2 separate regions of the Mus musculus genome follow, and region 1 is linked to region 2. A link is a contact called in public promoter capture Hi-C data. All regions are on one chromosome and are shown on one strand. Each heading gives the region's core, a stretch centred on a gene start, on an enhancer-like site or on the middle of the called end of the contact. The rest is flanking DNA. Distances are from core to core; before and after follow the strand shown. Region 1 holds the start of Acer3 (alkaline ceramidase 3). Region 2 holds the start of Myo7a (myosin VIIA).

Region 1 (5,868 bases), core at 1,000-3,499, 190 kb before region 2:
CAGAAGTGTTGCTCTCCTACGGTTGCCTTCCCACCCTTGAGCTCAAGTCTTGGTTTCCAGTAGACATCCAGTTCATTTTCGCCAGTTCCCACATAATATGATCTTCTGTGAGTGTTCGTGTGTGTGCTGATACATGTGCATGAGTGTGTGTATGCAGGCCAGAGGTAAACTTCAAGTGTCATTCGTTTTCCATGGAGAGAAACAAAGCAAAACCAAACATACTGCTGAATGGACTTCTTTGTCATTTTGGGAAGTAGTCGTCTGTTGAAAGCTTTCAAAGCTGGGGTTAGTTGAAAAGTGAATATAGGAGCTGAAGAGCAAGCTTAGTGGTTAGAGAGCTGGCTGCTCTTCCGGAGAACCTGAGTTGAATTTCCAGCACCATTTGGCAGCTCACAACTAACTGTAACTCCAGTTGGAGAATTTGATGCCCTCTCTGGTCTCCTTGGGGAATACATGCACAGATACATACAAGCAAAGCACTTACACACACAAAATAAAAAATAAATTAATAAAACATTTTTTGAGACTGTTTCTCTACATAGTCCTGGCTTTCTTAGAGTTCACTCTATAGGCCCAGCTGGGTTTGAACTCAGAGATCTGCCTGCCTCTGCTTTTTGAGAGTGCTGGGATTAAAGGCATGAGCCACCACTGTCTAGCTTAACTAATGTGATATATATATATATATCACATATTTAAAGCAAATACAGATGTACCTTGACTTTCAATGGTTCACCTCTGCTAAACCTATTTGAATGACATCCAATTGTGAATAATGATGCACATCTCTGGCCCCCTCCCCTTTGGTTGCAGCTCACCAGACTCATTTAGAAAATAACAATTGTATATCCCTGTTCTGCACAGTGTGGCCAGGCAGAATCTTGCAGGCTGGCTCACAAAGTATGGGAAGTGTCTCTATTCATGGTGTCATGAGTGTGGGATACGAAGGAAGGACAAAAGGCTCTCAGGTGTGAAAGCCAGGGAGGTCTTCAAGGAGCAAAATTTTAAACAAAAGTGGGAGAGTCGGCATCTTCATAGCAGGGGGAAAGTTTGATGGAGCTGAACACAAAAGGCAGCAGGATGTATCCATTATTTTTTAAGTTTTTACTTCTTCTTCTTCTTCTTCTTCTTCTTCTTCTTCTTATTATTATTATTATTATTATTATTATGCCCCCCCCCCAGTGTGTGTGTGTGTGTAGACACGTGTGCTATGTTGCCTGTACGGAGGTCTGGGGGCAACTTTATGAAGTCGGTTCTCTCCTTGTATTTTACATGGGTTCTTGAGATCAGGTTCAGCCTGCCAGGCTTGCATGGTAAGTGCCTTTAGCCAAACCCGTTGAGCCATCTCACGGACTTTAATAGCCCAGTGTGGAGGTGACAAGGGAGAAAAGCTCACTAAAGAGGCAGAAAATGCTGTGCATGGCCTAAAGGGAAGCCACAGACTTTTTAGTACTTTACTCAGTGTACACGTTTTTTTTTTTTTTTAAGAAAAGATTTGTTTGTTTGTTTGCTTATTTATTTATTTATTTATTTATTTGTTGTATGTGGGTACACTGTAGCTGCCTTCAGACACACCAGAAGAGGGCATTGGTTCTTATTACAGATGGTTGTGAGACACCATATGGTTGCTGGAAATTGAACTCAGGACCTCTGGAAGTCCAGTCAACGGTCCTAACAGCGGAGCCCCTCAGTGTATACTTTTAAAGGATCCTAATACCTGGTTTTTGTTCTGTACATTCTGACTTGTCCCTTTCACTCAGAATGACTTCCTGGGTATCTCTGGAGCTGCCTGGGGGTGTTGTTACTAGTCTCCTCCCTCGTTGGAGGTCCGTGGTCTGAGTTAGACACTGAGGTGTCTCATTGTGCAAGTTTAATCTTGACAGAGAAAGGTTTCTTCTCATTCTTGCCCCAATTAAAACAGACTGCCCTCACACTAATAGAGGCTTGGTCCCATCCTGACGGAAAAGTGGGTCCTGGAAGCCTCCCAACTTACTTCACCCTCACGTCGGGGTCGGCCGGGTTCCCCCCGCCCCTTTCCCTAACTCCTCTGGCTGATAACAACCTCTCCCACTTCTCCGGATTCCCACCCAGGGTCCAAGAGCTACAGATCAGCCCCGCACGATCAGGATGGGTCATTTGCGCCTGCCCCGGGAGCGGTGGGTGGGACTGGGCAGGGAGCGGGACGGGCCAGAGGCTCGGTGGGCGGGGCCTGCCTCTGGGCAGGTTCAGTGACGGCTCTAGCCCCGCCCCTGCCCTTTGGGTAAGGGAGGAGGAAGCCGGAGAGCGCGCTTTGCCTGAGCCGGCCCGAGAGCGGCTGAGCAGGGTGTGTGGGGCGTCAGCGCGATGGCTCCGGCTGTGGACCGCAAAGGCTATTGGGGCCCCACGACCTCCACATTGGACTGGTGTGAGGAGAACTATGTGGTGACCTTGTTCGTCGCTGAGTTCTGTGAGTGGAGCCTGAGGCGAGGGCGCGCGCCGAGGGGAGACGTGTGGGAGAACGCGGAGGGCGAACCTGGCGGCGAGGGTAGGCTCCAGGCCGGGCCCGCGAGCGGCAGCTAGGCGTGCGCGGCCGTGGGAAGCCGGGGAGCCGACGTGGCCGCCAGTGGTGCCTGGACTGGCTTCTGGGGGCCTTCAGGTTGGGGACGAAAGGGACGTACGAGCCGCGCCCGGACCTCGGATGAGAGCGTGAGGCGCGCCGCTGGGAATAGGAGTTCTTACCTGAGCGCGGCCGCTGCCAGGCCGGCCACTGCCCGCCCTGAAGTCGCTCGGGGCTGAGGAGGTCTCTGCCGGGAGGGCCCGAATGCTGCTACCCGGCCTCAGCCAGCCGGGCACAGAGAAGGGGACGCTCACTGGCTTCATCCACCCTCAATCCGGGAATACTCTTCAGGGGCCTTCCCTTCATCTGTCCGTTCTCGGTAGACCACTCACTTCCAGGAGACAGTTACCGTTTCTCAATGCCGGAGCCTCCACCCCCATTCTCACTCCTATTGCCATCCCTACCCGCTGCCTTCTTCTAGAGATCACTGTTCCTCTTGTCCCAGAGGTGGTAGCCAGAGCACCTAGTCACTACTTTCCTCAGCTGCTCTCCCAAGAGACTACCTCTCCCTGCTTCCCCACTGCATCTAGCTTATCAGACTTTCTAGGGGCTAGTGGTCATCTGAGGACACTTATTTCTATGAAAGCACTTTTAGAGTTCACGATTTGCTGCTCCTGGAGACCAGCATTACTAGCCAGATTAGGGTTTTCTCGGGGTGTGTGTGTTTGTGTGTGTGTGTGTTTGTGTTTTCTACATAATTATTCCAACCAGGCAAGAAAGAAATCAGCCACTTCTTCCATCCGCTTTGGTTAGCTTTTGAGAACACGTCCTTTTTTGGTTTCTGGCAAGGAACAGAGAATAGTCTTTGGTTGCTACTGCCTTCTTTTGAATGGATCCACTTTATTAGGCCGTGAGGCAAAACTCTTAGCTAACGTTCTGTACTTAAGTTCTTTTGGAGGACGAGTTTCAGGCCAGATGAGAAAGTCTTGTAGTTTTTCAGGACGTTAGTCCCATGCCCTTGAGGCCATGATTTAGGCTGAGTGTCAGAACCACTAGTTTAAATAAATAGTTTTTATACAGTAAAGGAGAAAATGGGCAAAGGGGATCATTTATAGGGTAATTACTTGGCAACCCAAACATTGGCAAAGGAAGCACTTTGCCTGTTAGTTTTTAGACAGTTTTGGCAAGAATACCAGAGGCTCATGACCGCCAGGGAGACTTAAAATCATGTTCTTTAAGTTGGAAGTATGTAGCTTTTTATTTTTTTTTCTCTTGGGGTCTTCAAATATTGGATGGGCTTGGAGTTCATTCACTTTCTCTAGATTGTAGAATTAGGTGCAGTGGATAGAATAAAATAACTGCAAGGGGAAAGATTTTTGTTTCATAAGACAAAACTTTCTAAGCAGTGATATTGGCATGGGACAAGTTGGCATGGGGGTAAGAGCAAGAGCCATTTGTCATTGAAAGTGCTAAAATAGCCATCGCTCACTTAAGTCATTTATTTTAGGAAGGAATCGTGTAGTAAAGGTACTAGCCTTTTGCAGTTTTATTAATCTACATTAGTAATAAAAACTTTTGGTTTAGAACCAAGGTTTTAGATTAGAATCAAAAGAGAAAACTGGCAGTTGAGTCATGTGAGAACAGTTGAACTGTGAGAGAGGAAGATACTAGTGTTTTGTCAAATAGCTCTGAGAAATGGGAAATGGTTTACTTCTTCATGTCCTCAGAAAAGGAAACTAAGTAGACTGTAGGAAGGTTTAGACATAGCAATCAAAGGGGTTGCATGAAGAGGGTAAATGGATGTGTTGGCAACTACTACCTTGGGAGAAGATGACCTGAAGGAAGTTGAGACAGATTATCTGAGCATATAACATAGTGGTAGATATCATTATTTGGAGTGTGAGGATTTAGCCTTTGAATATAGTATGCAGATTTAAAAGGCTGAGTGTGTTGGCACATGCCTACAATTCCAGCACTTAGTGGCAGAAACAGGAAAATGAGGAGTTCTAGAGCAGGCTCTGCTCTATGAAACACTTTCTCAAAACAAAATAAGCAAGCAAGCAAAGGGTGATTAATAATACTGTGTATTCCCGACAAGTGTAGTTCTAGCACGTTTACATTAATGAGTTTTAATGATAGTATTATCAAGGATAGCAATAGTTATTATCTAAGTACTCACTGTGTACCATAGTTTGATATGTTTATATCTCTTTTGAGTTTGCAGTAATTCTACGAAGAAGGTATTATTCCCATTTCACAGACAAAGAACTTGAAATGTTTTTTAATTTTTAATTTTTAGCTTGTTCTGTTTTGAGAAAGGTTTCTAGCCCAGATGCTCCAGGGGTTCAATGAATAGGCTGAGTTGACCTCAGACTTTTGATACTCTTCCTGTCTTAGCATCCCAAGGCTGATATCACAGGAGTGAGACTCAATCCCTGGAAAGAATGTATATTTCTTTTATTTTTAGTTGTAAGCCTAGCCTTCAATGGCTGAACCATCTCTCTAGCCCAGGAGCATATGAAGTAATTTATCTAAGCTTGCAGTAAGTTGTATTGAAATAGTATTCAGGTTGAGATTGCATTCTAAATCTATTATACACATTTGATTCTCCATTAGTTACTTTTTTGGTCTTGCATTCAAGGGAGAACAGACATGAAATTCTATATTATCACAAAAGACAAACTGGGCTACCATTCAAGTTATTCAGCCATCTTTTGCCATTCAGTGTGTGTATTTTGGGTAATAATTGAGCTTAGGGAGCTATAGATGTGGCAGGGGTAACTCAGTCCTGAAAGGCTATCTTTTAAATATCAGCCCATATCGATTAGAACTTTTTATTTGAAAAGATTGTAAGGGCCAGTGGAGAGATTCTTTAGTTAAGAAATAACAAGCCCCTCAATGTGCCTAAAGTTGTAGGGATAAATGGTTCCTGTTTTATATGAGACTATCCAAATAACAATGCAAGCTAGAACTGGGCAAAAGATACTCTGCTTATGTGGTAGAGGGAGTATACATGCACCACATTGTATGGTGACCAGAGGGTAAGTTGCAGAAGTCAATTCTTTCCTTCCACTATGTGGGTTCCAGGGACCAAACTTAGTTTATCAGGCTTGGTGGCCCTAAACCAATCTTATAATCAATAGTTGAAAAGTTATAGTTGTTTTGCAAACTTTAAAAGCTTTTGTCAAACAGGACTGGCAAGATGGCTCACTTACCTGCTGCCAACCTTGATGACCTGAGTTCAGTTCCCTAAACATACAAGGTGGGAGAGAGCTGACTCCCACAAGTGGTCCTCTGACCTCTCCACTTGTTCCTCTGCTACCACATACACAAGA
Region 2 (6,679 bases), core at 761-3,260:
AGAGGGCACAATGGGTAGCTGACCTCTGGTCAGAAGGATGAGCAAGGAAGGCCTTGGGAATCACAGATAAAAGCTGGCCTTGCTGGTTACCTAGTGAGTCAGAGCCCAGCTCTGTGGAATCCTTCAGGTTCCCTGCTTCCAGTCAGTGTGGGGCTGGCTTTGCTGAGCTCTGCCCATCTCAGGCCCTGGGGACATGGGGGCACACAGTTCCTGCTCTGCAGCAGCCTTCCAGCAACTGGGGAAAATGTACAAATCATGTCTGATCGAAGTACTGTAGTGTCCTTGATAAGCAGTGTCCCTAGGAGCTGACTCTTAGTCTCTGAGTTCAAGATCTGTGCCCTGTTCTAGTGGAGAGGAGAGACTTACATGCAGGCCACAGACGGAGGTGGCAGAGCAGAGATCCTGGGAAGGTGCGGTAGCTAGAGCTAGGAATTTATGGGCAGGGCCACGGGTAGAAGCTGGGTCGGGTTGTGGAAAACGAAATGATGGAATACGACGATAGATTGGATTTGAAGGGGCGAGGGTTGTATGAACTAAGACCAGTTCTGCAGTGGTTCAGATGTGGTGCCCTTAAGAGGCTCAGGTGCCAGAAACCAGTGCCCCTTCTGGATAGGGCAGAAAACAGGCAGAACCTGGAGAGGTACGGTGGAGCATGAGGTGGTAAGGACACACACCATCTCAGGTGGTTTGTTTTGGGGAAAACAAGCATGGATTTCTAGGTTTCTCCGATCGGGTGACCTGCTTAGCCGAGTTTGGGTGCTGAGGAAATGTCTCCGTTATGGTTCTGAGACCACTTTCTCACCCACCCACTGCCTTCCCAGCATGCACCTCAGCCTCAACGAAGCACACCTGCCCCAGTTGCCGCCTTGTCGATTGGGCTCTGGATGCTCCAACCTGTGTCTCTCCCACTCTGTGTAGGCTCATGCTACTCACCTGACTCATAAGTATCAGTTTCGTAGGTGAAGGCTGCGTTGGGTGCAAGTCAACCTTGGACCCTGGTCTCACTGTGGCACCCTGGTATGAGGAAGTTGACCGGCTTTTCCTTAGTCTTGTAGCAGTTGGCTGTGCCCAGCAGGTGGCACCATTGCACCATTGATTCTCCCCACTCCATACCACTATAGATTCCACCCCACCCTATTCCCCTCCCCACCTTAACCCACCCACCCCCACCGAAAAGCAGCTTTCCTGAGTAGATGTCCCAGCTGGCAAGTGTGGGCAGAAGAAGGGGCCAGGTCTCAGGAGGAGGAGGAGGAGGAGGAGGAGGAGGAAGAGGAAGAGGAGTCCTTCAGCCTCCTTCCTCATCTACCATGATGAGTATTTGTGTCCTGTTCATTCCCACCCACTCCCTTTTTTAAATCACACATTTAAATCACACACACACACACACACACACACACACACACACACACACACACACACCGGGTAAGTCTGTCCTGCGTGAGGTGGCTCCTACTCAGGTGGCTTTGCAAACTGTCTGGATAACAGCACACTCAAGACTCCTAGGACAGGCTGTGGGGGCCAGTTGTAGAGCCTGGGGGTGGGGTGCATCTTGGGGAGTCCTGGTTTGGATGTTGTGTCCAGCCAAGGCTCCAGGTATTGCCAAGCCTGCTCATTTATATGGTCTCTAGTAGTGCCCTGACGAGGGAAGCTGGGTGAGCAGGGGAGGCTACTGGGAACTGAGACCCAGCAAAATCATGAGGAAGATGGGACGTGATCAGGTGTCCTAACCATGCAGAGATGGCAGGTAGTAACACATGTGACAAGAGACCCTGAGGTCCTGATGGTTGGCCCCAGGCCCGAGGTTCCCACTGGCCAGCAGTGCCCCCTGGAGCTTCTATGCCTTGCATCCCTGCTGGTTAGCTTTACACAGCACCTTGGGCAACCTCTAGACGTTAGTCAGCAGCCCCAGCACAGCCCGCCCCTCATGCTGATGTCACCACATCCAGACCTTCGAGGCCCCCAGGGCTCCGCCTCCTGGGAGAAGGCTTTGGAGGGAGAGGGCGGGTGGCAGTGCAGGCTGGACAGCTGCCCTGAACAGAAAGAAAGAGTGACCCAGGGAGACAAGAAACAGAGTAGCCCAAGGGAAGCCCACAGCAGCAGCAGATCAAGGCTCAAGCTGGAGCTGAAAATTTGCAGGCTCCAGCCTCAGCTTCCAGAGTCCTCCTGACCTGTGACCCCTGGCTCCTGGCTGGGAGGTGGTGACTCGGAGGGTGTGGATAAAACCCAGGTAAGGATGGGCTGCCCTGGCTGGAACTTTTGGACTGGGGAGGAGTTACAGGCTGGGGCCTCCTCTGGAGCCTCTGCCCTTAGGTTCCTGGGACTGGACTCCCCTGAACCTACAGGGGCCTTGCCACCATAGGCATGGAAAGAAAATGCCCCGAGCCGTGCACATGGAGGCTTATGCCCTAGATGAGGGAATAGCTGAAGAGCACAGGGCCTGTGGAGTTGTTTCCGGGTTGGAGCTGGGTCAGGGGTATCCAGAGGCAGGGGTGAAAGATGGGAGTGGAGGCTGGGGGGGCAAGTGTGGATGCCTCTCTCTGCTTGGTCTTTTGGTCATCTCCCTGATAATCTATCTCTCCTTGCACACGTTGTTTCTTCTTTGTGTGCCTTACATTCTCTATCCGTGACCCAAGAACATGAAGGTTACCATCTGGGGTTGCCCAGGGGTCAAGGTAAAATCAGTTGTGGGTCTAGGGAAAAAAACAAAACAAAACAAAAAACTATGGTTCTTTGTTCTCAATTTGAAAAGCAACAGTCTTACACACTAGTCTAGTCTGGGATGGAGAGGTAGAGCCTCATGCATGGGGTAGAAGAGACCTGAGCTTTTCCATGGGTCTTCAGCTCTACCCTCCAAGTCTACAGTCCCAGTCTGTCCTGCAGCCTTGTACCAGCATGAGTGAGGCAGGGGCCAGGCAGCCTCTTCAGACGCCAGCTCTCATAACTACTGCTGCTGCCTTTGGGATTATCCCCCTGCCAGGACCCCAGCGTGGTGTAGGTCTCCCGAAGGACCATATGCCCATAGAGACCCAGGGCGTGGGGTCAGGGCTCAGGTGTCAGGCAGTGTCGTGGGCAGAGGATCAGATGTCCCAGTGCCTCTGAATGGACCCTTGTGAAAACTTAATGCTCACTCGAGGGGCAGGCCAGGCAGGGATGGAGGGGCCTCACACCAAGACCTATGGGCTGGGGCTGCTTCTGGTGACCACACTCGAGGCAGCAAATCCATCTCGAGCCTATTCCTGGGTCCAGCTCTGTGCTGGATGAGGTAAGAGATGAGGGCCACGAACAGGTGTTAGATCATTCTGCCATGTGTCCTAAAACTCCTAAAGCAGTCCTGAACCAGGAGCAGAGTCCAAATCTTACTTAGTGCCAAGTCTTCCCTGCCCTGCTGTGTGACCTTGGGTAAGAGATAGTCCTTCTCTGAACTTTGGGCAGCCTCAGGACATTAGTCCCTGTCCCAGCACAGCCCACCCCTCACGCTGATGTCTGGTACAGGGCTGACTACACTCCTTTCAAAGCCCTTTGGGATGACGAGGGCAGCTTTGGGCAGTGGAGGTGGTGACGGTAACTGAGGCTCTGGTCACATAGACTGAGCTTTAATCAGAAGGATGGAAACCAAGAAAGATTTCCGTGAGGGAGGAGGGGTAGGGGTGGGGTTGGGGAGGAGTCTAGGTGGCCCTGCAGATCCAAGCTGCCTGGGCTCAGGGCGTGCCATGGTCTCTTCCCACAGAGCTGTGTCTGGTCACTCCGGCAGGTGTGCTGACGTAGAAGCATGGTTATTCTGCAGAAGGTGAGTGCGTCTCCTCTCTCTCAGAGCTGCAGAGGGCCATGCTGGGTACCTCACATCCCACCCTGCATGTCCTCCTCTCTATGTGCTTAGCCATTGGAAACGGATTCCAGTTCTTCCTCTTGGCAAACTCCTACTTAGTCTTCAGAACCCAGCCGTGAGAATTCCCACCTCTGCCACCACGGCTTCTTTGGTTGCTGACACGTGTCTCTGGGCAGGAGTGATGATTCATCCCCCAGTCCCAGACATTCCAGACAGAGGAAGCACATGCAACGGCCCCAGTGTAGAAGGTCTTTGGGGAAGCAGTTAGCAAGTTTGCTTAGGGGGGACCTGGGCAGAAGTGAGTCAGGGTGACAGGGCCCAAGCTGGAGCTCCCCAGGGAAGAGGCACAGGTGCTGCCCATCAGCTGAGCCTTCCAGGCCCCCTACTCCCCAGAGCCATTCTGGTCTCTGACCCTCAGCCCTTCCCCGTGATCAGCCTGAGACTCATGAACTTCTTGGTCTCCAATGTGGGAGCCAGGAATGTAGGCAGTGCGCCAGATGGGCCGGGCACAGAGCCTTTGGGCTGAGAAGCCGGGTGCTACTGGGGCTCAGCCACGAGTTTCCTGTTGTCTCAGGCTATGAGAGGCCAACGGAGCAGCCTGGCTGGAAACCCCAAGGCTGCACAGGGCCCATGTGTTAAAGGCAGGCTATAGCTCTAGATCAGGAAAAAATTCAGGGACTGAAAGCTTGCTTGATGGCCCATCAGAGAAAGCCAAAGCCAGGCTAAAAGGGGCTGATGGGTGGTGATTCACACAGACACCCCCCAGAAGGAGGATCCAGGGTCCCCACAGGCCTCAGGGGTGTTCCCCAGAGCCTCTACCTGACTGGACTTCTTTTCCCCTGGACTGTTTGCTTCTGACTATCTGTGAATGGTGGCAAGCTTCGTCTTGCAGGGACTGTTTTGGTAGTGGATCTTTAAGTGAATGGTGGCTCTACCCATTTTCAAGTGGGACATACCTTTCTATTACATCTCTCATCCTCCACGGTGCCCCGGCCATAGGTGCTGACCGGCTCAGCAGGCTCTGGATTTGGATGATGCTGGGGGGGACCTTGAGCTGCCCATCCAGGTCCCTTCTGACCTGTGCTGTAATCCCTGAACTGCCAGACTCTGTTGCCTTTTCTGCCTGCCGCTCACTCCTGCCGGTCTCACCCTCTGCTCCCTCCCCTGACCTTTGCTTCCCCCTCCTGCTGCCTACATCCTCCCAGGCCTCAGCCTATTTTTGGGGAGACTCTTTGCTCCAGTGACCCTGGAGATCATGTCTCCTCTGAATTCCTGGACCCGAATAGAGTACTAGAAACAAGGGTAGCCTCCTCTTGCTCCTCAGCTTCCCTGCTGGGAACCAGGCCCCTGTGACTTGGGGTTGGGTACCGAGGGTTGCCCAGCTAAGAGCACCATTTAGATGCAAGAGCTAAGCTGGACTCCTGGCCTTGGCTTTCCATCTATGAAGCTGTAGGCTAATTGCTGCCATCACTTTGCAAAGGGCTGATGGTAGGAGGGTTGAGAGTATCATGTCCTGCTAATAGAACTGTCCAGCCTCGGCTTAGCATAGAAGTCCACAGAGGTCAGCTGCCACATACCTTCTGATAACGGTGCTGTGCCGTGTTCCCGTGCTTTTTTTCTCTTACTTTATTTAAGATGAGGAAATCCCAGGAGACCTCAGAGGATCCGATGGTGCTTTTTCCATGTGCAGGTTGCCCTCCCGTGGGAATATGTATTGCAGGTCATTCATTCAGTTTCTCTCCTTCCTTCTGTACCTCAGCCTTCCTGAACCACAGATTCAACTCACTCATCTTCATTCCTCCCTTCAAATCCAGCCTTCCTGAGCCACGACAGGGTGCCAGGCACATAGGACACGTGCACGACAGTGGGCTAATTCCTCAAACTCCGCTACTCCCAGAAAACCTTTTGCTTTGTGAAGGGTTCCAACTGGCCAGGCATGGCATCTGTGGTTGTCATCCTAAGTGATTCGGTGAAGCTATGGGGTGGGAACTCAGTCTATTTCCCACACGGGAAGAAACTGAGGTTCCAGCAGACTCACTGAAACATAATCTGGGCAGGCCCGGACATGACAGGAACAAGGAGCTGATGGAGAGACAGTTGTCAAGGAAAGGAGGCCTGGGGAGGGGCACAGGGACCGGGGCGGGGGGTGCGGGGAGGAGAAGCCAGACTGTCCCTGGGTGGCGTTGCAGGGTAGAGACTTTTTGTGGAGAAGCCTGCTGCCAGTCTGGGCACACCCTTTGTCTTCATGGCCTTATGAGTTAGACAGAATCCCTAGGGAGTCTTAGGGTATCTGGGGCCCCCTCACCCAGCCTCATTCACCTGCCCCACAGAGCCCCCACTGAGGCCTAGTTTCATGCCAAGCAGAACCCTGAAGATGAAGACTGTTCCCTGCCTCTCTGGAGAAGTTTCCAGACCAACTGAGTGTCATCTGGAAGCCAAAATGTGACAGCTAGATCCCAGGGGGACAGGAGGATGAGAGGAAGCCTGGGTATCAGAATCAGGGAAGCTGTGAGACTATAACAAAAGTCCCTCCTAACCTAAGTCCCAGGAAGATGTCCCCAGAGTGGCCAGGCCAGGTGACATTGGAAAGGAGACTCCTGGCCTCTGTGGTACACACGTAGCTTCTTTGAGGACCTTGAAGAGGCTTTTTCACTTCAGTCTGACATGACTTTCCTCTGTGTTCTGTGGTAGGCCAGGGTGGGAACCACGTGAATTTGACCCAGATCTGCAGGCAGAAGGTTTGAAGATAGCTCTGGGCCACATGCTGGTTGGATTGTGACTTAATAGAATATAATGCCTTCTTTGTCTCTTGTTACAAGTCATGACTTTGAATCTGTTAGGCCTGATACCGAT

What was found. Promoter capture Hi-C pulls out the DNA fragments that hold promoters and counts their contacts.
Region 1: a contact with region 2 is called in a promoter capture Hi-C map of 3T3-L1-derived adipocytes, with 3 times the contacts expected there. The contact joins the promoter of Acer3 here to the promoter of Myo7a in region 2. A contact is called at or near these places in 5 of 39 promoter capture datasets (3T3-L1-derived adipocytes, the HPC-7 cell line, HPC-7-derived erythroid cells and 2 more), 1 of 484 Hi-C or Micro-C datasets (the HPC-7 cell line), 3 of 115 datasets of contacts at active chromatin or transcription factors (CD8 T cells, memory CD8 T cells and pancreatic cancer cells) and 3 of 9 other capture datasets (adipose tissue, liver and pancreatic islet).

Annotation. Positions count from the first base shown.
Region 1 is chr7:98,305,923-98,311,790 of GRCm38.p6, reverse strand. Acer3 (alkaline ceramidase 3) reads left to right here and starts at 2,249. Exons shown (of 11, transcript NM_025408.3): 1 at 2,249-2,443. The coding sequence starts at 2,341.
Region 2 is chr7:98,114,824-98,121,502 of GRCm38.p6, reverse strand. Myo7a (myosin VIIA) reads left to right here and starts at 2,010. Exons shown (of 49, transcript NM_008663.2): 1 at 2,010-2,227; 2 at 3,728-3,787. The coding sequence starts at 3,770.